Linked DNA regions of Mus musculus: all the other regions are linked to region 4. Evidence: chromatin contacts called from public promoter capture Hi-C data. All regions are on one chromosome and are shown on one strand. The core of a region is the stretch at or near the end of the contact, and the rest is flanking DNA. Distances in the headings are between cores, read along the strand shown.

Region 1 (2,700 bases), core at 176-2,675, 1.1 Mb before region 4:
GAAGAAAGAATGTAAAGCGTGGGACTTGGGTTTCTTGGCCCTCGAGCCAGAATCTCTGCACTGAGGTGGAACAGATAAAGTTCTGAACATCATCCTGGCAAAGGCAGCAAGGGTACTGCAAGGCATTTGCATAGAACTATGGAAAGTAAAAACTAAATTAGAAGCACAAAGTATCCATGTGAATGCCAACTACAAATGCCAGATGTGAATATATGACAGTCTGAAAAAAAAAAAAAAACCCAAAATACCAAAAAAAACAAAACAAAACAAAAAAAACCCCAAAACCAAAACCAAAAAAAACACCAAAAACCAAACCAGGAACACAAAGTAGATTTACTGTTTTCTGAGCCCATGGGCCTGGACTTTCCTTCACCGGGCACTCTCACACTAGGAACATTTATTCTTGGGCCGAAGCTGCCTGCCACAGAAATTCTGATTAAGATTCACATTAAGCATTAAGGTGCTACAGTTCTCTCCTTCCTTGTTTTAGAGCACCTGCTGTCAATGGCAGCAGACTTCACTAGTGCATGTAAACTCGATGCTGGGGCAGCATACATTCAAATAAAAACCACAAACACGTTCATATCGATTACACGACTCGATTTTTCCTTTGGAAACCAGATACCGAAGTCACCTCCCACACGAAACAAACACCCCATCATCTGCTCCTGCTGGAGGTGAAGAACGGAGGGTAACTCAATCTGGGATCCTAACTGAGGTCTTAATCAATCACTGCTCAGACCCACTTTCGGACTAGGCAAACCTGAGGCTTTGTTAACCACTATCCACTAAAGATGCTCCTAACGAGACAAGGTGTTGGGAGAATTCCCACACAACCGGGTCACCTTTCAACGGCTCCCGTGAGTATCCCAGCACACACAGCTACACTCCAGAGGGGCAGTTTTCACTCGGTGTGCTGAGGCCATTTTTAATTGTACTGTAAACTCCCAGCGCCCAATTTTGCAAGTCTTCTTTGACCACCATCTGGGGACTTACCTTTCTCTCTGGCTTCTGAATTTCCGGCAAGATGACACAGAATGGCTTGATGACTTCCAGAAATTTGACTTTGATGGAAGAAACAGAAAGAGAAGGAGTTAGGTACGGAGTAACTTGAGGGCACCTGAGGGAGCCCGGCACGATGAGAGCCGGGCGTGGGCGTGCGGGGACCCAGAAGGCTCGGTCTAGGGGCGCGGGAACGAGTCCCCCAGGCAGGCCGCGTTCCGCCAGGATCGGGAAGCACGGCGGGCGAGCGCCCAAACGGGGAAAGGCGACGCATCCTGGCTGCGCCGGGGTGGCCCCCAGGAAACTCACTCGCCATGGCGGCGGCTGATCCGACTACACGCCCGGCCCCGACTGCGCTCCACTTCGAGTGAGGAGGCGCTGCTAGCTCCGGAGCGCGCTTCCTCGACCGAGAGACACGTCAGTGATAGCCCGGCGGCGAGCGGCGCGGCGAGGCGGGGCCGGGGATGGGCCACCGGCCGCTTCCGCTTCCTGCCACGCGCGCCCGCCGCGCCGCCTGCGCCAAGACCACAACTCCCGGCATGCAGCAGGAGCAGAGAGGCTGTCGGGAAGACGACTGTCGGGCCACACCGGAACTGGGCGTGTGCAGCTGCGCAGACTCTCCCGGAAGTGAGGGCCAAATCAGCCCTTGTTACTAGTGGACGCTTCGTGGTGGTGTTGGCCCTACGAAGCAGGCGATTCGGCTTTCCGTGTCGGTGGCCCTCAGTACCAGTGATAGCATGTCGCGACCCAGTAGGCCTCAGCTGCTGCTCGTCACGCACGACAGAGCAGCAGTGTGCTGAATCCTACCCTGCATGGCTTACCCTACCCTACAATACCCTCCTGGGTGCTGTAGGCTGCCTCCAAGGATGTCTGAGCTCATGCATTTGAGGACGTTCGGCAAAGGCCGGGTCTGGCGGCTCTGGGTGGGCTTTGGCGCAGCGCATTCCAAGAAGGCCTTTGGAACTGGAGAGTTAGGAGAGATGAAGAAACCGAGCCAAGCCTTGCAGCCCCATATCTTCAGGGAAAAGAATACATCTGGGCTGGAGGAAAGGGTGTGCGAAGGGGACTGGGCAAGGTGGGGCAACATGAAACTTACTCTTTAGTGGGATCTCTGATCTCAGTGCTGTGTGCTGTCTGAAATCGACTTCTTGCTGTGCACCCTGAGTGCTGAGTTTCATGCAGCCAAGTCCTGACTTCAACGGAGAGGTTTGCTGTGGCCACGTCCTTAGAAACATTCTAGACAGCCAGCCCCATGTCATTGATAGGACATTTATATTTAATTTGGCATTAAGTTGCATGTGCGTACACAAATATAGATGGGTTTAGGGGAAAGCACTAAGTCAATATACTTAGCACAATGTGAGGTTTTTGTTTTCGATTCTTTAAGCTAGGTCTCTAGGTAGCCCTCGATACCACTATGTAGACTAGGCTGGCTTCAGATTCACAGAGATCCCACCTGACTGCTCTGAGTGCTGGGACTAGCCGTGCATGTGCCACCACAGCAGGCCACAATGTGAGGTTTTTGAAACAGAGGTGCAGTGTTTTTGCATGTACACATTTTAAAGATTTAATTATTAAATATTAGAGACAGATGCCTAAAGAGACAATAAAATCTAAATGAAGTTTTGATTAAGTATTTCTTTGAGATTTATTTTTATTGTTTCTGTGCTCACGTAAGTATGATAACAGGTGCCCTTT
Region 2 (2,700 bases), core at 169-2,668, 1.0 Mb after region 4:
CCTGCTCTCTGCTCTTTCTAGTCGGCTATCTCTGAGTTTCCCAGAACTCACGTGTTGCCATGTTGGTAGTGAACCTCCTGTTGTCTTTTCTGCCTCTCCTTTTCACTGTCACAGGGCTTTCTGGGTCAGCCTTTAATCAAAGGGTTTGTGATGGAGGGATCAGGGGCTGAGGTCCAGGGTTCTCTTCAAGACTGTGACACCAGTTATTGCTTTTCCCTGTTCTAGTCAGACCTAAGATTCTGCTACCCCCCACCTGCCCACAGTGCCTCAGTCTGGGAATCAAACTCGTTAAACCTTTATGAAACCTTCAAAAGTATGGGCTAAAATAAACCCTTTTCTTTGTATAAGTTGATTTTGTTACAATAAATGAAAGCATATCAACATGGAGTTCAAGGTTCATGGATGGCTATTCCTGGTGACGCCTCCCTCCTACTGTCTTTCTATGTCTCACCTGCATGCACACAGGGAGAATGAGCTGGCAGGGTCTCTTCCTGAGAGGACTCCAGTCGCATTGTGACTGCACCCTGTGACTTCACTTGTTCATTGCTACCTCTTACATAAGCTGGATTGACAAATGCAATCACTTTGGGAGCTTGGAATTCAGCACTATATTTTGACAATGTAAGCCATCCAGTCTGTAAATTCTCCTAACATGTGGAACACTGTCATCTGTTTTTGTTTTGTTTTTCATTTGCTGGGGACAGAATCCAGGAACTGGGCTTGCATCTCCCCGGGCCTTGCCCTGTCATACTTTTTTTGTGTTGTATTCTTCAAAACTACTGTCTTACAGGTCTTGCACATCCGGTTTCTGCAGGTGCAGTTGGCAGCTTAGAATCCAGCCAGGGCTCAGGATTCTTGAATCAGCCAAGAGCCATAAGTGGGGGCACGGGATAGATTGTAGGAGCTGGTGTCCACTGAGGCTCACCACTGCTGGCTGAGTCTTCCAAGGCTGTATCTTGATAAGAGTGAGAGGATCACACATGTTGAAGGACAGAAGAACTTTCATGACACATACACAAGTGTTCAAAGGTGAAATATTCAGAAATGTCAGATTGAAAACTGAACAGGCAAATGTGTATCCTAAGGGAAGCTGGCCCTTGCAGTGTGCTACTGGAGGCTACTCCGTCGCCCAGCCCCGCCCCCGCCCGTGGCCCCGCCCGTGACCCCGCCCTACTCATGGTCCTGTTCCGGGGTCTAGCTTCTTCTTTCTTGGCCCCACCCCAAGCGGCACCGCCTCTGAGGCGTGTCATTGGGTCCTTCGGCACCCAGGGAGCATCCCTGCACACCCCACTGCTCGATCAGAGAGCTGTCCTGACTAAAAGGCTTTAAAAATTGGGTTTTTCAAGCGCCACCTCTGTGGATTGGCCCCGCCCACAACACTCGCCCAGCAACCCTCCCCTCCTGTGGCCCCGCCCCTCTGTCTGGACGCCTAGGCAGGGCGGGGCTGGCCCGCCTGCTGCCCTTCTCGCTTCCTCCCGCCGCAGGCCTCCACAGTGTCCAGCGCGCGCCTGGCCGCCTCGCTTTCGCCGCCGGCCGGGAGAGGACCGGTAAGCGCGGGCAGGAGCTGGACTGGGAGCCGGGGAAGCCAAGGGAAAGCGGAGCGTCAATGGCCCTCGGGATGGGGCGTGGGGCACAGGATCTGTCTTAGGCACACTGGGCGGGTCAGTTTGTGGCATCCTCGCTCCAAAGGTCTGCAGGGACCCGCCCCGCTGATCTCTCTCCCTCTGCCTGTGATGAACCCCAGAGCGCCTGACTCTAGGGGTTATGGTTAACTCCTTCAGCACCCCGAGATCATCCTTGACCACCCTAAGGCAGGCTCAGCGAGCTGTCCCTGCGCTCCAGGTTGTCAAGCTAGAGGTTGTTCAGACTTGAGAAGATCCCTCAGTCTACCAGATCCTTTCTATAAATCTTTTAAAACTCAGGTTTTCAAACTGCTTCTTCGCCACGGAGACCACTTAGAGACGCAGCCATTCCAACCTGACCCAGATATCTAGATGAGCTTGCTCTGCTTCCTGACGCTGGCTGGCCTCATGCTGGTACTATGGTAGCTTAAGAACCACGACTGTAAAGTAGTACAGAAGAGCCTGGAGTCAGGCCAAGTGCCCTGTAAGGAAAATATACTATAGAAGGGTATAGTGATCTCCCCTTATTGCAGGGAGTTACAAACATGTTCCCAAAGAGTGTCTGAATCCTGGAATGATATCCAGACATATAGATTGTTTTCCTAATATACATACCTATGGTAGAGCTTAACTTGTGAACTAGACACAGTAAAAGATGAACACCCCTAAGGTAGGGCAGGTGTAATCATATACTGTGATACAATTGTCACCATCACTATACTTGTGCCATTATTAAGTAGACTAAGCGTTGCTTGGCCAACAGCTCAGCCACCCTAACAACTGTTGAGAGGGTGACTAGCTGATGGGCAGCATCTGCAGCATAGATCCCTATGCCGAGGAGTGCTGCATGTTCTAGGAGGGACAGTGTAGTGTTAACTGAATCGGTCCACCATGCTGCTCAGAACTGAGCACAAAACCTACAAATTCTTTATTTCTAGAAATGTTCTCTTAATATTTTTGGTAGTAAGCAAAACCTCTGAAGGTACCCTAGGATAAAGGGTCTTACAGCGCTCCGTTCATACTCTGAGGTGGATGGTATTTTGCTCTCCCAAGGTCACACATCTGCGAAGAGGAGAAA
Region 3 (2,700 bases), core at 45-2,544, 1.8 Mb before region 4:
CAGTTCTCTTTAAAGCTGTCTTGAAGATCCTTGTGAACCAGAAACCGTGAAAAACGGCAAAGGATTTCTGCAGGGTGGAAATCAGGAAAGTTACTAAGAGCCTCTGTGCACAAGAACAGCGCTGTGTCCTGTCCAGGATGCTACCTTTTTTTTTTTTTTAGGGAGGACAGACACCTAGGTTAAGAAACTTGATTTCATTCATCACAAATATTATTTATCAAATCATTGCCAGGACATTGTGACAACCACATCCTGCTGTTTCTGCTGGGGTCATTGCCAAAGTTTGCTTCTCTCCCCCACCTTCCGGTATCTGTGATGAAGTTTTCGGTTTCTATCAACCCTTAGTCGGGGAGGCCCCCCACCCCCACCCCAACTCCGCGCTGGCCCTGGTGGAGTGGAGTTCCACCACCGGGTCCATAAAAGAGACCGCGGGGAGGCGTGGCCAGGGAGGAAATTCTGACAAAAACTTTTGGACCTCCGGTCCTAGCAGCCACTACTTCCTGGTCCCTCCCGGTCACGGGGATGTCGTTATTTGGCTGAGTGCTCCCCAGAGGGCCGCGCAGGGAAGGGTCTGTCCCGGCATGCGTGGCGCTCACGGAACGGCCCGCAGGTTGCCTTCCACCGCAAGTTGTTTCGAAGGAGTCCCCAGGCTGAGAGACGGGGGGGCGGGAGTGGGGTGCAGGCTTCCTCCTCCACGCTCTGGCCGCCCACTGTCACCACTCCCAGAGCCCAAGGTGGTGCTTTCGGACCTGAACCCAGCACGGACATCAAGGCCCAAGCCCGTTCTGAAAGAAGGGGAAGCCGAAGGACTGGCCGCGAACCGCCCGCCGGGAGCAAAGCAGCGGGCCGCGCCGCCTCCCACCTTGACCCGCTTGCCCTGGATCTCCAGCGTCTTCATGGTGAAGTCGACACCGATGGTGCTGCCCTGACGCGCCGAGAAGGCGCCGGTCTTGAAGCGCTGCACCACGCACGTCTTGCCCACGCTCGCGTCGCCCACTAACACCAGCTTGAACAGGAAATCGTAGTGTTCGTCCTGATCTCCCGGGCCAGGGCCCGCCATGGCTCCGCGGGAGTCCTGGGACGCAAGGGCCCGGCTTGGGCTAAGGACAGCCGCGGGCCGAGGTCCGTGTGCCCTAGCCGGCCCGCCGCCGGGCTACGTGGAGCGGCGGCGGCACCTGAACGAGCTGCACGGCGGACCGATCGACCGTCCCGCTCCGCCCCGCCCCGCTCCGCTCCGGAGCCCCGAGGACTCGGCTCCGCCCGGGAGCGCACCGCCCGGCCCTCCGCAGCTCTCTGCCAGCCGTCGGTGCCGTGCCGGCCCACGGCTACCTCAGGCCCGCTCGTGCGCCGCCTTCAGGGCGGGGCGAGCCTCCCTGATCCCCAGCACCGCCCATCTCCCGCCACTCCGCCTCTGGGTCCCGCCCCCAGGACCGCCCAGTCTCCCCCTCCCATAACCAACACCTCCTAGCCTGTCAGTACAGTCCCGACCCCCCAGCACTCCCTCTAAGCTTCTCACCTCCCCGATCCTTCTCCGAGCACCGCCCGCACCCCACCACGGCCAAAGCCTCCGACCCTTCTCTCAACACCACCCCAATCCCGCCCTCAGCACCGTTCTTTCTCACTTCTCAGCACTTCACTAACCCGGACTTAAGCCCGGTGCGGATTCGCTGTCAACAACGCCTTGATCCTCTATTTGGTCCTGACCCCGCCCTTAACATCTCTTACCCCGCCCTAATCCTCCGGAGCCTCTTGGCTTGGACCTCGCCTTAGGCACTGCATCCAAGACGGAAATCCACCCGCACCTTTTCGTAGCCCTGGAGCTAACTCCTCCCTAACGCCTCTCAACTCAGCTCTCCGCGCCTCTTCAACTCCGCTTCGGTCCGCTGCGCCCCCATAGCAGGCTTTGGCCCCTATTAGGTCAACAACTCGTTATAATCGCCAGTTCATCATTCCCTAACCTCATGCCCTTCTCAGCCGGGCCCCACGTCCACCCCTCACTGACATGCCTCCGTCCCTCGCCTGGCCTGCACCCAGTGGGGAACAGGCAAGAGTCGTTTCGGGGCAGGGGACAGCTATGGCTGACAATGAAGGGCTGATGAGGCAGAACACAACTCAATGTTCCCTCTTCGGAGAATGGAAAGTTCTGGTGACACACAGTAAAGGCAGCTTCCCTTAGGTGAAAAAGGAAGACAGAGGAAATGAAAATCCTTGAGGGCAGAATGGCCTAGAGTTCCATTTGGAAGAATTGATAGAGCAGACAGGAGTCCAGTCAAACCTGGGGTGGCTGGGAACAGGAGTCCTGGTCCCAGCCAAACACCTCCTGCACAAGGGAAACCTGTGAGTCAGCCAGCTCAGAAGTTTGGCCTGAGAAACCTGAAGTCACAGAAATGGGACCCAGATGTCTGTAAACAGTTTGAACTAGATCAAATAGGCCCCATCCCTAAAAATGAGAGAAAGCTGAGAATACTCTAGCTTCTTTGGACAGCCCCCTTAGGCCCTGCATGGCTATTTGATTCGATAGTTTTTTAATAATGGCTGTTGCAAGCCAAACATTGTTCTAGGGCCTTGAGATCCATCCATGAACGAAAGGCAAAATCCAAGACAAAATCCAAAACTTCCCCAGTAAGGAAGGGAAGAGGAAACTTAAGGAAAGCAGAGAAAGCAAGCCCCCAGGCACCATCTCCACAGGCCCTGTGAGCA
Region 4 (2,700 bases), core at 15-2,514:
ACCTACTTTATAGTCTTGGGTCTCCTACTTTGTTACCTGTGTGACCTTGGACAACTTATGCCAATAGGACCTCAGTTCCCCATAAGCTACAAAATGGACTAATCAAACTTTTGGTGGTATATGCCCCTCCTTAATCCTAGCACTCATGAGACAAGCAGACACAGAGTCCTGGGCCAGCCTGACTTAATATTGAGACCCTGTCTCAAAACAAAACAGAGGAAGAGGTACTAACAATTCTACTGCTCATTGATTGGTTGAAAAATTAAATAATACCTGTAAAGAGCTGCCAGTCTGAAATAAAACAGGAGCTTTTATTCTTGTAAGTTCCGGTGATAAAGTCATGAATTACACAAGAACTTCAGCCAAGCTATCAGCTAGAGCTCTAATGGGAAACACAATAAACACAATTTGTTTCAAACTGTGTTGGATGCTGAGAAAATCATAAATGTGTGGCAGTAGTGTGGGAAGTCGCTTGAGACTGTGGTCAAGGAAGGATTCTTGGATGACACCTGAGCTGTAACAAGAAGACAGCCAGGTTAACGATAACTGAAGAAACATCGAACACCTGGGATCTTCTAGGAAGAACAAGGAGGTCCTGAGGCAAAAATAAGTATCTTATGAAGATGAGGAAACAGGCCAGGAAAGGGATGGGAAGGTCAGTGGGCACCAGCACATCTTGTAAAAGCCAAGTGAGGCTATTCCTCCTGTTCGACGTGGTAAGGACCAACTGTAGGTTTTTAGTTGAAGAGCGGATAAGGCATATGACCTAATACACAGTAGCTGAAACTCTCCTTTTGCTGCCTCACGGAGAAAGGCACGTGAACAAGATTGGAAATGGAAGAACACTTTCAAAACGTGCTGCAGCACACGCAACGAGAAGCACAAGACAAGTGAAACCGGGTAGAGCACGGAACAAATCCGGAACCGAGAGAGCCAAGGCGGTGGAAAATGACTTGAGGCGGCCGGCTGCCCCCGAGTGCCAGCGGCCCCATGTATCTGGTCCCCGGGACGGCGGCTCCCATTCCCGCCCGCACGCTCCTCCGGCCCGCGCCCTCCCGCCGCGCCGCTCACCCGGATGCCCTGCAGCACCCGGACCCGCTCCTCCTCATCCATCTCGAAGGACACCCTTCGGGCCTCGGCGCTCTCGGCGCTGCCCATGACAGGAGGCGGGCAGGGCGTGAGGCCACGCGAGCCGGCTCCACAGCAACCAGGACGACGCTGCTCAGCGGCCTACGCTCGTCACTCGGGACACAGGCCAGCAACACTGCGCTCTATTGGCTGCTGGGGCTGGCGCGCGTTGCCCTGTGGGATTTGTAGTCCAGCATTCTGGCGCCATTAAAAAGCTCTGGAAGGGGGCGTGGCTCTCTGAGGTAGGGGTACCTGTGGGCTGGAAAATTGGACAGAGGGCCAGCCAAATAGACGCTGAGACAAGGTCATGGTTTCTTATAAATCTTATCCCTGAAGCAAAGTAAAAGTCGTGTTCTAAGAATAAACTACCAAGGATGCTAAGACAACTGTTAATGATCTATGTTCATGTTAAGCATTCAGCAGACTTGTACTGAGCCACCCCATGTAACCTGCTTGAGTCATGAAAGAAACAAATTTCAAACACAAGTGAATCTACTGTAGTGCAAGGGAAACGACACTGTAATACCGCGAGACAAATTAATAAATTGTGGCAACCTCACAGATGGAGCCTTTACACAAATGGAGCCTTTAAGACCTAAAGGTGAGTGTAGTTTGCCATGAGATGATAGAGAAAGTACTATGCTAGGGACCAACTGTTAATCCCAATGATGGGAGGAGAAAGACCACCGGCCCAAACCATCCTGGGCAAGTTAATTAAAACAAACTTTTAATTCTTGTACATAGGCTGTCTTCTCCTAAGATGGAGTTCAAGAGGTCAGACTTTGAGGTAGAAAAGATTTTTATAGGTCAAGGATAAGGGGTTTCCAAATTTGAGGAGGGGTGGGGTATGGGAGACAAATAGACACAAAATATAACTAGTTAGTCTTAACCTCTTGTGAAACAAAGGCATGTTTCTTAGTGTTTCTATTGCTATGAAGAGACACCATGGGTGACTCTTAGAAAGAAAAATATTTAGCCTGGTGTGGTAGCCCATGCCTTTAATCCCAGCACTCAGGAGGCAGAAACAGGCAGAAACAGGCCTGTGAGTTTGAGGCCAGTCTGGTCTACAAAGAGAGTCCAGGAGGGCTTGTTACACAGAGAAACCCTGTCCAAAAAAAAAAAAAAAAAAAAAAAAAAAACCCTAGGACTGGTATGGTGCTAGAGGAGGGAATGAGAGTTCTGCATCCTGGTTGACAGGCAGCAGGAAGTAAGATGGCTTGAGCTTCTGAAACCTCAGAACCCATACCACCCCAGTGACACACTTCCTCCAACAAAGCCACACCTACTCCAACAAGGCCATACCTCCCAGTAGTGCCACCATTCATTCTCTATGGACCAAGTATTCAAACACATGAGTCTATGGGAGCCATTCCTATTTAAACCGCCATAACATGTTGCAAGTGTTAGAGTCTGAGAATCACTGAAGGAAGGCCCCAGACTCAAACAGTATGTAAAGGCAAACAATATTTATTCTGCAAAAACAACCAGCATGCGTGGGTCAATCATTCATCAAAATGGTGACCAGAAGAGGAGCTCTTCTTAATCAGGGCTAGTGGAGTTTGCTGAAAGGGT
Region 5 (2,750 bases), core at 61-2,560, 1.1 Mb before region 4:
GACTGAGAAATCAAACAATGGGCCTAAAGTTGCACCACAGCTACACATTGCACAGCACAGGAAGGTGTCTCCTGGCTGACTTAAAAGTGAGGAAAGTGAGGGACACAGGAGGCAGAGGCAGGTGGATTTCTGAGTTTGAGGCCAGTCTGGTCTACAGAGTGAGTTCCAGGACACCCAGGGCTATACAGAGAAACACTGTCTCGAGAAAAAAAAAGTGAGGGACACCTGCTTAGAGAGCCAGAATGTTGAGAGAGTAAGCAAGAGTGTTTGCCGTCCTTAGTATAGCCCTTCTTGAAAATGAAGCATTAAATTTGGACTATGGCAAGGTGGATTGTGAAAACAAACTACCATATTTGCACCAATATCAGAGCCGTTGATTATTCAAATGAAGGACCATAGTTTCACCATTCACAGGCAGCTTTTGTTCACCTACCTGGAGACTTGCACCCACTCCAGACTGATGAAAATATCTGGTCAGAGTATGGTGGTAGCACCTTTAATGCCAGCAACTCAGGAGGCAGAGACAGGTGGGGGCCCTGGAGTTTTAGGCCAGGCAAGGCTACACAAACACATCTTCTCTTTTCCTTCCTTCCTTTTTTTCCTTTAAGGGTTTTTTTTTTTTTTTGTTTGTTTGTTTGTTTGTTTTTTTTTTTTTTTTTCCGAGACAGGGTTTCTCTGTATAGCCCTGGCTGTCCTGGAACTCACTCTGTAGACCAGGCTGGCCTCGAACTCAGAAATCTGCCTGCCTCTGCCTCCCGAGTGCTGGGATTAAAGGCGTGCGCCACCACCGCCGAGTTTCTTTAAGGTTCTTATTGGGCATATGATGACCAGAATTATGGCATGAAGTGTTTGAAAAGTTTTGGCTGGAATAGTGCCTTCAGGATCTAGTGTATTCTGGAAAAAAAAAAATGGGAGCAGTGGGGCATTCTCTGGGTGTCTAAATAATTCGGTGAGCACTGGAGAAGTTTGGGCAGCTGCTTTGCTGATGATTCTCTCAGGACATCCAAGCACCTGGAAAAGATTTAACATCTGTCAGTGAAGAAGTTAACTCACCCTGGCACAAATATGTTATTCTAAAGAAAAAAAATAGGCATTAAAAGAGGCATTTATAATTAAAAACCTGTCATTCACATTAATAGTGCTTAAGTACTTAAGCAGTTCTCAGTCAAATGTGGCCAGGGCAGGAAATGTTTGCCCTGGGGGAACTTATCCTGTGACACAGACGGAAGTTACTGGGCGAAACTCAGCAGCCGTGACCAGCGTAGCTTTTAGCCAATAGAAAGCGAAGCCTTCTCGCCTCCCCCAATGACATATTGATAGGGGCGGGTCCAGGAGAGCGGCCTAGTAACGGCCGCGTGGTAACCCAGGCGCCTGGCGTGCGGTAGTTCCTACCACTCCACGCAGGTTGTGTTCCTAGACACTCGGCAAAATGAAGATTGAGGAGGTGAAGAGCACCACGAAGACGCAGCGCATCGCCTCCCACAGCCACGTGAAGGGTCTGGGGCTGGACGAGAGCGGCCTAGCCAAGCAGGCGGCTTCGGGTCTCGTGGGCCAGGAGAACGCGAGAGAGGTGGGCGTGGGGCTTGTGCGCGAGGTGTGGGCGGCGGGACCAGGATCCACTAAGATCTAAGAAGTAAGGATCACACTAGCGAGCAAAGGCTGCATCCTTTGCGGGTCACGGCACGCAAATTAGACCTCACCGGAAACGCAGTGGAAGGCTGTGCGGTTAAGTATAGAATTGACTACGTTTTCAGAGTTGATATGGGTTCTTTGGGCCTGGGAGCTGATCTGTTAAGTGGAGCGGTGAGGACTGTCTGATCTATTCCCCATCCAAGCACTCCAGCTTTTCCAGGTCAGTCTTCCTAAAGTCATGCCAGGTCTTTCTATCGGTTCTGTTTTGCACATGAAGAAGTTAAAGGTGGGTTAGGCCGCTTAACCACCTGCCAGTTTAGCAGTAATGAGGCTGGTATCTCCCTCCCCCTAACCCCCATCAAATCAGTATTCTTCCCATTTCTTCAGCCTCCTCCACTCTGAACTCTGCAGAGGTTCAGTGTCTACAAAAACTTGCTTTTTTACATGTGGTGAAGACTGCTTTCTCAGCCTCTTGCACACAGAAAGTGCCAGCAGCAAAGAGCATCATCTATCCAAAAAGGGAAATGTTTGACCCTAGCATGCTTGCATCTTTTCTTGCAAGCAGGTAGTAGCAGTTTAATGCTTTCTATTGGCCAGGCAGCTTTGAGTCTATTGTTTCTTATTTCATTTCTGTCCATGTGACATTTCTGTGTATGTGACTTCAGAGGCTGCTCTAGACCTGCATCTGCACCCACACCAGCAGCCTCTGGTACTCCATATCTTATCCTTCCTATTCTTTGAATGTTAGCCGGTATTTATTTTTGTTTGTTTTCACGACAGTCTCACTATGTAGCTCTGGCTGTCCTGGGACTCTGTAGACCAGACTGGCCTTGAGTTCACAGGGATCCGACTGCCTCTGCCTCCTGAGTGCTAAGATTAAAGGTGTGGGCCATTACACCTGGCTTCCTTAGCTGATATTTCTTTGTTTCTTTTCCTGTTTGACAAAATGTGCGCAAATGCAGTGCAGTCATGTGACTGCCATGGTGCTCTGGTAGAGGTCAGAGGTTCTTTCCTTCCACTGTGGGATCCAGGGATTGAACTCAGGTCCTCAGGTTTACACTACAAGTGCTTTTCACCCACTGAACCATCTCACCAGCCCTTGCCAATTCTTTTATTGG

What was found. Promoter capture Hi-C pulls out the DNA fragments that hold promoters and counts their contacts.
Region 1: a promoter capture Hi-C map of second pharyngeal arch cranial neural crest shows a contact between it and region 4. The contact joins the promoter of Sec61a1 here to the promoter of Chchd6 in region 4. A contact is called at or near these places in 11 of 39 promoter capture datasets (the 3T3-L1 cell line, 3T3-L1-derived adipocytes, cranial neural crest and 6 more), 1 of 484 Hi-C or Micro-C datasets (CD4 T cells), 4 of 115 datasets of contacts at active chromatin or transcription factors (astrocytes, large pre-B cells, pro-B cells and 1 more) and 3 of 9 other capture datasets (adipose tissue, liver and pancreatic islet).
Region 2: a contact with region 4 is called in a promoter capture Hi-C map of pre-B cells. The contact joins the promoter of Slc41a3 here to the promoter of Chchd6 in region 4. A contact is called at or near these places in 15 of 39 promoter capture datasets (the 3T3-L1 cell line, 3T3-L1-derived adipocytes, the HPC-7 cell line and 9 more), 1 of 484 Hi-C or Micro-C datasets (B cells), 2 of 115 datasets of contacts at active chromatin or transcription factors (astrocytes and pancreatic cancer cells) and 1 of 9 other capture datasets (adipose tissue).
Region 3: a contact with region 4 is called in a promoter capture Hi-C map of cranial neural crest. The contact joins the promoter of Rab43 here to the promoter of Chchd6 in region 4. A contact is called at or near these places in 2 of 39 promoter capture datasets (cranial neural crest and liver).
Region 5: a promoter capture Hi-C map of pre-B cells shows a contact between it and region 4. The contact joins the promoter of Ruvbl1 here to the promoter of Chchd6 in region 4. A contact is called at or near these places in 9 of 39 promoter capture datasets (the 3T3-L1 cell line, 3T3-L1-derived adipocytes, hippocampal neurons and 5 more).

The regions. Positions count from the first base shown.
Region 1 is chr6:88,517,375-88,520,074 of GRCm38.p6, forward strand. It overlaps Sec61a1 (Sec61 alpha 1 subunit (S. cerevisiae)), which reads right to left and starts at 1,426. Exons shown (of 12, transcript NM_016906.4): 1 at 1,312-1,426; 2 at 997-1,064. The coding sequence starts at 1,318.
Region 2 is chr6:90,603,462-90,606,161 of GRCm38.p6, forward strand. It overlaps Slc41a3 (solute carrier family 41, member 3), which reads left to right and starts at 1,419. Exons shown (of 11, transcript NM_027868.2): 1 at 1,419-1,547.
Region 3 is chr6:87,810,485-87,813,184 of GRCm38.p6, forward strand. It overlaps Rab43 (RAB43, member RAS oncogene family), which reads right to left and starts at 1,295. Exons shown (of 3, transcript NM_001039394.1): 1 at 863-1,295. The coding sequence starts at 1,060.
Region 4 is chr6:89,594,388-89,597,087 of GRCm38.p6, forward strand. It overlaps Chchd6 (coiled-coil-helix-coiled-coil-helix domain containing 6), which reads right to left and starts at 1,265. Exons shown (of 8, transcript NM_025351.3): 1 at 1,072-1,265. The coding sequence starts at 1,158.
Region 5 is chr6:88,464,099-88,466,848 of GRCm38.p6, forward strand. Ruvbl1 (RuvB-like protein 1) reads left to right here and starts at 1,311. Exons shown (of 11, transcript NM_019685.3): 1 at 1,311-1,570. The coding sequence starts at 1,430.